2 separate regions of the Xenopus tropicalis genome follow, and region 2 is linked to region 1. The links are chromatin contacts, called in public Hi-C maps. All regions are on one chromosome and are shown on one strand. Each heading gives the region's core, a stretch centred on a gene start, on an enhancer-like site or on the middle of the called end of the contact. The rest is flanking DNA. Distances are from core to core; before and after follow the strand shown. Region 1 holds the start of rpusd2 (RNA pseudouridylate synthase domain-containing protein 2). Region 2 holds the start of gchfr (GTP cyclohydrolase I feedback regulator).

Region 1 (5,298 bases), core at 1,645-4,144:
AGAACACAATTCATTTGGTTTCTTTCTTTGCATTTATAACATTTCTAACCGAATTTAATTTAGTACATTCACTTGAATAAAAAAGGGGAAGTTAAAGGTCACTTCCAGTGATGATATAAAAAAATAAAAGAAAAAAAGAAAAGACAATAAAATCATCCATCTGGCATGAACACCACCCTAGTCCATGTTGTGCTTTCAGTTCTCTTGACAATTTTCTTGTGCCCAGTCTGGCATGTCAGATGAAAAATCAAATTCTGCTCCCTTATAACGTAAAGCATGAAGGTACATAACCAGGTCTTTGGGTGAAGGATCTGCCCTTACAATCCTACACTCGCCACACAGAGAGTCCCTGGAGCCTTGGCTGGACTCCTCTGTAATTCTGCATGCAGCACTGCTATCAGTGTCCTGAGAAGAGTTTGTCACATTTTCAGTTAATTTGCATTCCTGTGCCTCGTCCTTTGGTTGGGGATCTGCTGGCTCACTGGCCTCCTTCTGTACAGGTTCTGTGGAGGACTTTAAGCCAGCATTTTCCATGATGGGCTGAAGATCCTCTTCTGAAATATCAAGAATGTCCAGGCTTTGTTTAGATTTGTGCACATCTACCAGGGCCCGGAGAAGATCCTCATCTGTCCTGTTGATTTCGCCCCCTTTTCCTCTGTTAGGTCCCCAGGCTTCCGTGTTGTATATTGGATCATTGACAATGGGATGTCCCAGGTACTGCAAATGGACTCGGATCTGGTGAGTGCGCCCAGTGTAAGGGAAGCACTTTACCACGCTAGACTTGCCATTGTAGCTGAGCCTCTGGAAGACAGTTTTGCAAGGTTTCCCTTTGGGATCCACACGGCACACCCCAATCTTGTAGGAGACAACAAATATGGGCTCCTCACAGGTCACCTCTTCTTTAGGAAATTCGCCACATACTCTGCACACATACTCCTTCTCTAGCTGCAAACAGGAGACAAGAAGATGAGAGTACTAAGTGTTTGGTGTACAAACTGTAACCCGCCCATCACTGCATGACGTGCTTTTATTATTTATTTAGGTGTCCCCCCCCTCAGGATTGTGCCTTGTCCACCGTCTGCTTTCCTATGTCATACTGCAGTCTGCAATGGCTGGTCATTTCTGCTGCTTAGGTTGCCCTTTTTCTTTACCATCTCCTTTGGTATATTTATTACCTTTATGTACCTTTCTTTCATTCATCTCCGTTCTAGCTACAAAACGTTTTCTTCTATCTGCCTATGTCTCCTTTTATCTTCTCTTATCTTGCTGTTCTGTACCCTTTCCTTATGATATACCCCCACAGTTACTTTTCTCCTATTCTGTCCTGTGTGCTCCTTTTCTCAACGGTTTGTCCTGCTCTTTCTACAATCTCACTTAATCACCACTCAGTTCAATGATCCCAGGGGCACGTGTCTTGCTCTGACTCACTAATAGTAGCTGTAATAGTGTTACAATGTCATATGACCTGACAAGTCATTTTGTGCAATTCTTGCCTCACAATATAAATACAATATAAAACTTGTTCAATAAACAAAGTTATAAGCAACTTTAGCACTAACAGTTTAATGTAATAAGTCTTACGTTTGTCCACATCTAGTAACCCATAGCAACCAATCAAAAGACCAGTAAATGCTACCTGCAGATTGGATACTTTAGATATCTAGACAACAAGCATATATGTGATAGACACGGTTAGACAGAACGGTACTTATAGATATCTATTACTACATAGTATTAGTAATTTCAAGGTACACAGTACCTTAACTCCCCAGAAGCACTCGGTTCTGTCCCTCCTTACCTGACGCTGGCGCACTTGCTCATCAATCTTCTTAGACACTTCTAAGGTCTTGGCAAACATGAGCACCCCAGAGGTCATGCGGTCCAGCCTATGAATAGTGTGCAGCCCCTTCAAATTGTACTCCTTGCCCAAGATGAATATGACCGTGTTGTGTCGGAAGCGGCCACATGGGTGGACAGGCAGGGAAGAAGGCTTATCTATGACAACCATCTCATCGTTCTCTGCTAGGATACGCAGCGGCTCAGCCGTAACGGGAGGCTCATGGCGATGCACAGTGTTCCTAAGGAAATCGTTATTCTGTAATACAAATAAACACATTTGAGAAGGTTAAATTGGACTTGGACATTTCATAAGTTGTGCAGAGAGAGGGCTACAAATAGAATGAGTAGTTCAGTGTGACTGATACATAAAGAGGTACAGAGCCCAGACAGGGAGGACAGGGAAAATGCTAAATAGAGAGCAGGCCCCATACACAGCTCAGGGTAGGGGACCCGTACAAAGGAATAAGCACACACATACACTGACAGAATCCCAGGCAGACCCATAACCCCACCTTGAGCACAACATTCAGATCCCGGACTGTCTCCTCGTTAAGCCTGAGCCTGCCAGCCTGGGCCGCCTGCTCATAATACTCCAGCGGCTCCGCCCGGAACTCCTTGCCGAACACCTCCAGCAGACTCTTCCCTACCCATCGGCCTTTGCAGTAGGTCTCGAAATCAAAGTAGTAAGGGCGGACCTTGCGCAGCCCGTTCTCCAAGTAGGTCTCCGTCTCTCTGAAGTGCTCGTCCCCGAAGCTCACCCCTACTTTCCGCTTTACCGGAGGCGGCACATGCCGGTCCCCATCTCCCGCGGCCTTCCGCTTCTTGTGCCTCCGCTTCCCTGCACCCTCCCCAGGCTCGCCATTGGGCTCTTTTCTTTTAAGCGACCCTTCCGACATGACAGCGGCTACAAACCTATTGCCCAGTGCCACTAGCCACCTTGCTGACTGGGCTCTAATCATGCCCTGCCAGACACATGGAAGCGACAGCTGTACCGGCGCACGCTGATGACGTCACGAGGCAACTCCAGGCTAAAGCGTGTAATCTAGCGACCCCTAGTGGCGCCCAAGGCACCCAATTCCAGGGTGAGATTTTTAGGATGTGCTAATTAATGTTATTGTTAATTATTATTTTATTTGAGGATGTGATTGCCTTGCAGCAGAATTTAAGCTGACAGTAACTGTGAGGGAAAGGGTCAGGTGACTTAGGTCCTAATTACAACATATTTTCCCGTGGAGTGAACCATGATTGTATCTGTATGTTCACTTTTAGTCTATTATAGCTTGGCTTGTTAAAAGCATCTCCTCAACTGCTCTTCATTATTTAGTATTTTTTTTCCATTAGTTGCTGCTTTATTCTGGCTCATTCAGGTTAAAGCTGCAAATACTGTTTTTTGGGGTCACTGACCATGGCAACCAAGTGAAAGATTACCTGGGAGGCCTTTATATAATTATTGTTATTATTTTAGGTCTTATTTACCTCTACTATTTATCTTCCGTTTTGAATTCCAAGCTGCTTCCTGGATGCTAGGGTAGCAACCAGATCCAAGGCTGACATCAGTAGAACAAAAAATGAAATAAAATAAATATAAAATGGTCATAGAATTCAGTTGTCTATACAATAAAACAAGTTATCTCTAAAGTAAGTTACGGGTATTTTTGTTTTTTGAGGGGGGGGGGTGCAGATTTACTCTACCTGTGCCAATTTGCCAAACTGTGACACCCCACTCTTTAGTGTACCAAGGGACTTGGATGAGTTCTTGAACAAGCATCATATTATAGGCTATTGCAATACTAATATCTACAGTTAGTATTGATGTTGGTATATAGGGTTTATGTACGTGAGGCAAAAGGGGCAACAGGCCCCTCCCCTGCTGAGGTCCTTATCATGGCTTTCTATAATGCAAAGAATATATTACAAACTCCTCTAACATTTAAAGCTCTCCATCTCACTACATACCTTCTCGTGTGTCTCCATACATTCCTGGCCAACTCCTCCGCTCCTCTCAGAACTGCTTGGTTGCACCCAGGGCCTGGTAACTTAAACAGCCAAAATGTGATGCGGGCCTCCTCTGATACAGAAAACCTAAGCACGGTGGGAGCAAGGGGGTGGCATGAACTTGGCCGCCTGAGGCAGCTAGGACCCCCCCCCCCCCACTACTACTACTACTACTACTACTAATGCCCTTTCCCATCTTAAACCTTTCTGCCTTGCTGCTCCTTATATTCAGAATGCCCTCCCTGAATTCCTCCGGAAAGAATCCTCCCTCAGTCTCTGCAGAACTAAACTGAAGGAGACCTGACCCAGTTCTGGCACTATTGCAGTGTCACCCACTGTAACCTACAGCACTTAATATCCTCCAATTACAGTCTGTAAGTTACTCTCCCATTTCAATTGTAAGCTCTACAGGGCAGGTATCTTCTTCCTCTCATCTCTAACACTTAGGGACAGATTTATCAAAAAGTTAACATACTGCAAGAAAGCAATTAATGGCATCCAGCAAACATGGTCAGGAGTCACACAGTTCTTTTTGTACAACCTTCATGTTGAGCATAGAGATACATTTTGATTAAAGCTTTATTAAACCCTTTACATGAACACTTGTACAGCAGTCTCAGAGTAGATACAAGCATGTATATTATTTACAGTCCAATGTTTCATGGTACAAATATTCCAAAAGACATCTAAACAAGTGAGTCCAGCGGCTGCTGCATCCCACAGTAAGTTATGTGTTGTTCTTTATTTATAGGAGTCACTGTTTTACCATTAGGCACAGGTTGTACAGACTGTGCTCTGCACCTTGCAGCACAGCATATTGCCTGGAATGCCAATACTACTTGACCCAACTCTGGCATTAAGTATAGGGTTCTGGAGTGCCTTTGACCCCCATCACCCCTTCTTTACATGCCATTAATGACACAAGGAAGAGCTTACCAAGTGACCCCACTCCTTGCCTCTATGCATACAGTACTGCATACACAGACCAAGGAACACAAACAGCTGTGCCACTGAGAAGGGTTGTCAAGATGCCTTATGGGCAGAAAACATAGGACTTTGTGGCCCTGTTGTACAAGAGGCCTCCAGGCTATATACAATCAAGCTGCCTTGCATAACTGGAGCGCTTATATTAGTGGAGTGTTGGTAAGATTTCAACACAGAACAAAATAGCTTTTGCATGGGTGCAAAAACTGCTGAGTTAAAACCTCTGTGTGCACCACAATTGGCTGTGTGGGCTGGTGTTAAAATTAATCGGGGCTTAAAGGGGACATTGAGCAGGATTACAAAAATAGATGTATTCCATAGTACTCTGTTTCTTAACCTTGGGTTCCCATGTTGCTGGACTACAACCCCCATGGTCTTCAACATCTGATAAAGGATTCATTTATGCTAGGAGTTATAGTTCAACAACTGGGGATCCAAGGCTGAGAAACAGGGCTGAAGTAATATCCCATACTAACCAGT
Region 2 (5,298 bases), core at 1,931-4,430, 160 kb before region 1:
TTTGCTGGTGGGATGTTATATCGGGGAGTTTAGTAGCCCACAATTTGGGAGATTTGTCGCGGGCGACTAAATTCCCTTGTGTGCCAGAGCCCTTAGAAGCTCCGTGTGTCTTCATCCTTGCTTAAATGCTTAAATTATTTTTTGGTCAATTTAAGATATGGGGATCTAAATTACGGAAACATCGCTTATCCGTAAAACCACAGGTCCTGAGCATTTCTGAATAAGTTCCAGTATAAAGAAATTGGTGTAATGTGCCTATTTAGTACCTAAATACAGTAAGGTAAACCGCCATTGTTAGCGCATAAGGAACCCCATATAGCCAAAACACATACTGTACAAGAACCATCACTGAATGACAGACAAAGGTACATTTATCATAAATCACTCTTCCTAATGTAATTATTACCTATTTATGATGAGAATATAAATGATTCATTGTGCTCTAAAGTGAATAGAAGTAGTCCTGCCTTGCTTGCCATAAATTCTACTGACTCTAAACAAATTACACTGGTAAGGAATTATAGATCCATCCCTGGAGATGCGGATTTGTTGCTCTACACAATAACAGACAACTGGAAAAATAATCAGCGGCGTTTCGTTGGGGGGGACACAGCTGTGTGGGGACCCGCGCATCTCACAGTCTGATTGTCAGGCAGATGTTCCAAGCACGCACCCAGACACGGGAGAATAAAGTCACCATCTCCACCATTTCAGTGCTGCCTGTGCTCACAATAAAGAGGTGGCCACTTACATTTTTGGCTGCTTGCCACGTGCTTCTTGAGGTGCTGCTTATGCCCCTCACAGATGGCACTGAAAAGCTTTTGTTTTAAAGGGCATGTCAAACCCCAAAAATACATTTTTGCCTAATAAAAGAAAACATAATTCTAAGCAACTTTCCAATGTGAATTTATTAAAAATGTTTAGTTCTTTAAAAGTTATTCGTAAATGTATTTGCTATTGAAAGCAGCATTTTCTGAACTCCTGGTTGTTACAGTTTAAACAATGTTGCAAAGGTCAGTCTCCTTCAGCAAGTCAGGTCTGTCAGTCTGCTGCCTTGTGTTTCAAATGCCAGAGCCACCGGGGCAGGGAGTAGAAAAGGACTGGCAAACACTACTAAATTATATATACAAATAAGTTAAAAAACCATTGCAAATATGTAATGAATGTATGTTGCAAAGTTGCTTAGAACTATGTTTTCTTTTATTAAGCAAAAATTATATTTTGAGTTGACTTGTCCTTTAAAGCTAGCATAATAACAGGAATGGTGGTGTCCTTAATGTGTCTATCTCACAGTGAGAAGCAGCAGTGCATTTACTAATTCAGTTTGGCTGGCTATGGAATGCTGCTGGGATATCTTCCAGTTCGCTCACTTCTGGCCAACCTGCCAATAAGCAAGAAAAACTGGATTGTAGTACAATGGCAAATCTCGTGCAGCTCAAACTTGGGGTTATCATTTTAATATCAGCAGCCTTCCTATATCAGATTCCTTTCTTCCTTATTATTAACATTGGCAACAAGTATCATTTGCGCTGATAACATACCAGTCACGTGGTAACCCTACCTACGCTGGCATAAATCTGGGTGCTGTGCCTGCACCCAGAGCCATTGCATTGGACCTGCTGCAAGCACATTGAATGGATTTCAGTGCTGAAAAGTGCAAGTGTGCATTTCATATCAATATCCTCTCCATGTGCCTGTACCTGAGTTAATAACTCAATGGCCCCAAGTGCAGGCACAGGGAAAGACTGTTGCCAGGTGAAGCCTACCCGACCCGGCTTCTACCCTCTATTTATAGACCTGTACCTGCCCCGCCAATGACGTCACGAAAGGAGCAGGGCAGGCGCAAGTATAAATTTGGAAGCTGCCACCCACATGACTATTGCCGGGGTCAGTGACCCCTAATTGAAATCTGGGAAGCAGCAGAAGAGGAAGGCAAATATTTCAAAAACTATAAAAAAAATAAAAATAAAGACCAGTTAAAGAATAAAAGGACATTATATAACATGCTTACAGCTACCTTTGAAGTGACCTTCGATTGTGTGTGTAATTGTAAATGCCAGGAGTAAAACCTTTACAAGAGGATTAAGATCTGGGGTTTCCTGATTATATGGATCACCATACCCTACGTCTACCAAAAAAAGAGTAATAATTAAAAAATAAAAAAATAGGATTTTTTTCACCTCTCATATGGATTTATGCAACTTATTTACCATCACGTACAAGGTACAGGTATGGGATCCCTTATCTGGAAATCCGTTATCCAGACAGCTCCGAATTACGGAATGCAGTCTCCCATTTTAATCAAATAATTCAGAATTTTAAACCTGATTCCCTTTTTCTCTGTAATAATAAAACAGTTCCTTGTAATTGATCCCAACTAAGATAAAATTAATCCTTACTGGATGCAAAGCAATCATATTCGGTTTAATTAATGTTTTATTGATTTTTTTAGTAGACTTAAGGTACGGAGACCCAAATTACGGAAAGACCCCTTATCCTGAATACCCTTGGTCCCGAGCATTCTGGATAAGGGGTCCTATACCTGCACTGGCTTATTATTACAGAAAAAAACAAATAAGTAAAAAATAAAGTTATTTTTTTAAGCAGGACACAGTGAGAATTTGTACTGCAATAATGTGTGGATACTGGGTTTCCGTATAACAGGAAGTGATTTCCTAGCGCAGGGATTTGTAAATCCAGTGTCATCTCAGACTATTCCGCTGTCAGCAGATCCAGGTATTTCTAATCCAGTAACAGCTGAAGGGCTGAGGCAGATCCCACCATTGTGCCCCTGGGGCTGAATTACTATCAGCAGTGCCAAACCATTAGGAATCAGCTTTGGAAAGCAAATAAGTGACTGTTTGCTATTGCTAATCACATTGCTGCTGTTACACTAACCCGGCCTAATGCATTCACATGGAACATTCCATACATACATATATATATATATATAAGAGTCGCCTTACAGAAAGTAACATATTTTCCTTTCTTGCTGCAGAAGGAAACTGTTGTGTTAATGAATGACAGGAAAATGAAAAGAGCAATGCCAAGAGGCAGGTATAGAGAGACACATACACCATGCAAAGCAATGGCAGCACAGCAGGCACATCCCCACTCGCTGCTCCCACTCACCATACGGATCTGGGTGCTGATGAGTACATAGGGCATGCTGGCTGCTGCTCTCGGCACGACTCGCTCCTGCTTATTGCCACTCTACCTGCCTGCTACCAGCTAAGCAGACGACCTTTAGCACTCAGCCAATAGCCAGGCGTTCCTGCCTCTGATGTCACTGTGACGTACACGGAAGCCCGTTCGCTGGAGGAGAAGAACCGGTTGGTTGGTACCGTAGGGGCTGCTAAAGCAGATTACAGTAACATGTGTGTGGCTATTTGCTGGCCAAGCTCCATAAGCTTTCCTTTGTTTGGCAAGTCAGCTAATGCAGCAGTGAGGCTGGGGGGTGAGGGGTTATGGGTTCATTATTACTGAGCCGGGTCTGTGTGTTAGTGGAGCAGAGAAAGATGGCTGTGTAGCAGGGAGACTAGGAACGGACCCGGGGAGCTAGTGCAGCCCCTGAGATACAGGGATCCGGAGGAAGGAACGGCAGGGAAAATACTCACCTCCTTCAGTGCTTCCCCAGTCTGTATTGCAGGCACAATCCTTTCCTGCTCAGCTGAACCTACCCTGCCTGCACCAGCCCCTCCTCCCCACCTGTAAATGCACATCATTCACTCCTTCCCTTGGGCAAGTCAAGTGGCAGTCACCTTAAGCTGGCCATACACGCACCGATACTATCGTACAAAACCTCGTTTCGTACGATATTCGGTGGTGTATGGTATGTCGGCGAGTCGACCGATATCGCAGGAAGCTGCTGATATTGGACGACTCGCCGATCGGCCAGGTTAGAAAATTTTGAACGGGCGCCATAGAAGGCGCCTGACCAAAATCTGCCCTCAGGGCTGAATCGGCAGAAGGAGGTAGAAATCCTATTGTTTCTACCTCCTTATCTGCTGTTTCAGCCCTGACTGTGTGTGGCGGATCGTTAGATCGCCACGTGTATGGCCAGCTTAAGTGTGTGGCAGGTCTGGTATTCAGAACAGGCATTTCCAGTACACAGAGGTCCACACATGGAGCCTAATAAATAGCAACTTACAGCAGCTCCTCTGGCATTTGAACCCACAGACTGCCAGTCCAGGCCTGATGTGTGGCACTTCCTTTCTCTTCCCATGCAAGTGCATGTTATGCCAGAGGTAGCAATACATTTATAGAGTTAAAAGGCTTTCTTAGTATGGGCAAGCTGCTATCTAAGGGTGAAGACACACTGAGCTACTTAGTAACAGCTACTTTTTCGTGGCTACTAAACACTAGAAAATACCCTGCCATAGGCAATACTGAGAATTGCCTTTGCTAAAACACACGTAGAGACAATTGTCATTAAATGATCAGCATTGTCTATTTTAGTGGCCACAACAAGTAGCTGCTACTAGTAGCTCTGTGTGTCTTCACCCTAAAAGAGTATCCAGAGCAATATCTTAGGTACATGGGTAGTGATGTATTATGCAGCTTTGCTTGTGATGCAAATAATGTAGTGCTGAGAATGGAAGATTACTCTCAGCCACTGTAAGCAGTAGGGTTATTCTAGGAGACTGAGGGTCCAAGGGCAGCTCAGTTTATATTTCTACCCTATATCATTACCCTATATCACTCTGGCAGGCAGCCTGGATTGCAAGTGTTCAACTGGAGAGTGTGAAACATGAGCAGCAAGGGGTAACAGCAACTGAAGGTCTACAGCAGGCAAATACAAGCACAGTTAAATCAAGACTGTAGGTGGCACATAATAAAAATTAAAAAAATAATTTATTAATATTATGTCACTCAATGTTACCTTGGCTAAATTCCATTTATAATCCCATTTTTTCCCCTTCTACCCTAGCTATCCTTACAAATGGCTGAATCCGCTAACACAACATTATGCAAACTTACACAACACCTTACAGCTTTGAATGGCCATTTGGTCCTCAAAACTAGGAAGGCTATAGAGCAGCCTGAATATCTGAATGTGTTTAAATGATCAGGTGCAGCCAGAGCCAAGCATGGCAAATCAAATTAGAGAGTAAGAAGAAACAAACTATATGGGGGAATGTAAGAAAAGGCATTCATGGAAAATTACACCCAATGCCAACAATAAGTTTTCCTTTGCATGTAGTTGATATACAGCTTGTTTTGCACATACAACTTGCCCACCAACAGCAAAAAGATTTCTTGTTTGTTATTTGCACTACTGCACACTGGAATAACATT

Evidence for each region. A called contact is a pair of places that touch in the nucleus more often than the background predicts.
Region 2: a Hi-C map of neurula embryo shows a contact between it and region 1, with 2.3 times the contacts expected there. The contact joins the promoter of gchfr here to the promoter of rpusd2 in region 1. A contact is called at or near these places in 3 of 5 Hi-C or Micro-C datasets (brain, neurula embryo and tailbud embryo).

Annotation. Positions count from the first base shown.
Region 1 is chr8:114,979,174-114,984,471 of UCB_Xtro_10.0, reverse strand. rpusd2 (RNA pseudouridylate synthase domain-containing protein 2) reads right to left here and starts at 2,894. Exons shown (of 3, transcript XM_002940499.5): 1 at 2,352-2,894; 2 at 1,799-2,095; 3 at 1-945. The coding sequence starts at 2,798. The coding sequence ends at 196. It overlaps LOC100216173, which reads right to left. Exons shown (of 8, transcript NM_001142142.1): 8 at 4,396-5,298.
Region 2 is chr8:115,144,306-115,149,603 of UCB_Xtro_10.0, reverse strand. gchfr (GTP cyclohydrolase I feedback regulator) reads right to left here and starts at 3,180. Exons shown (of 3, transcript NM_213715.1): 1 at 3,133-3,180. The coding sequence starts at 3,168.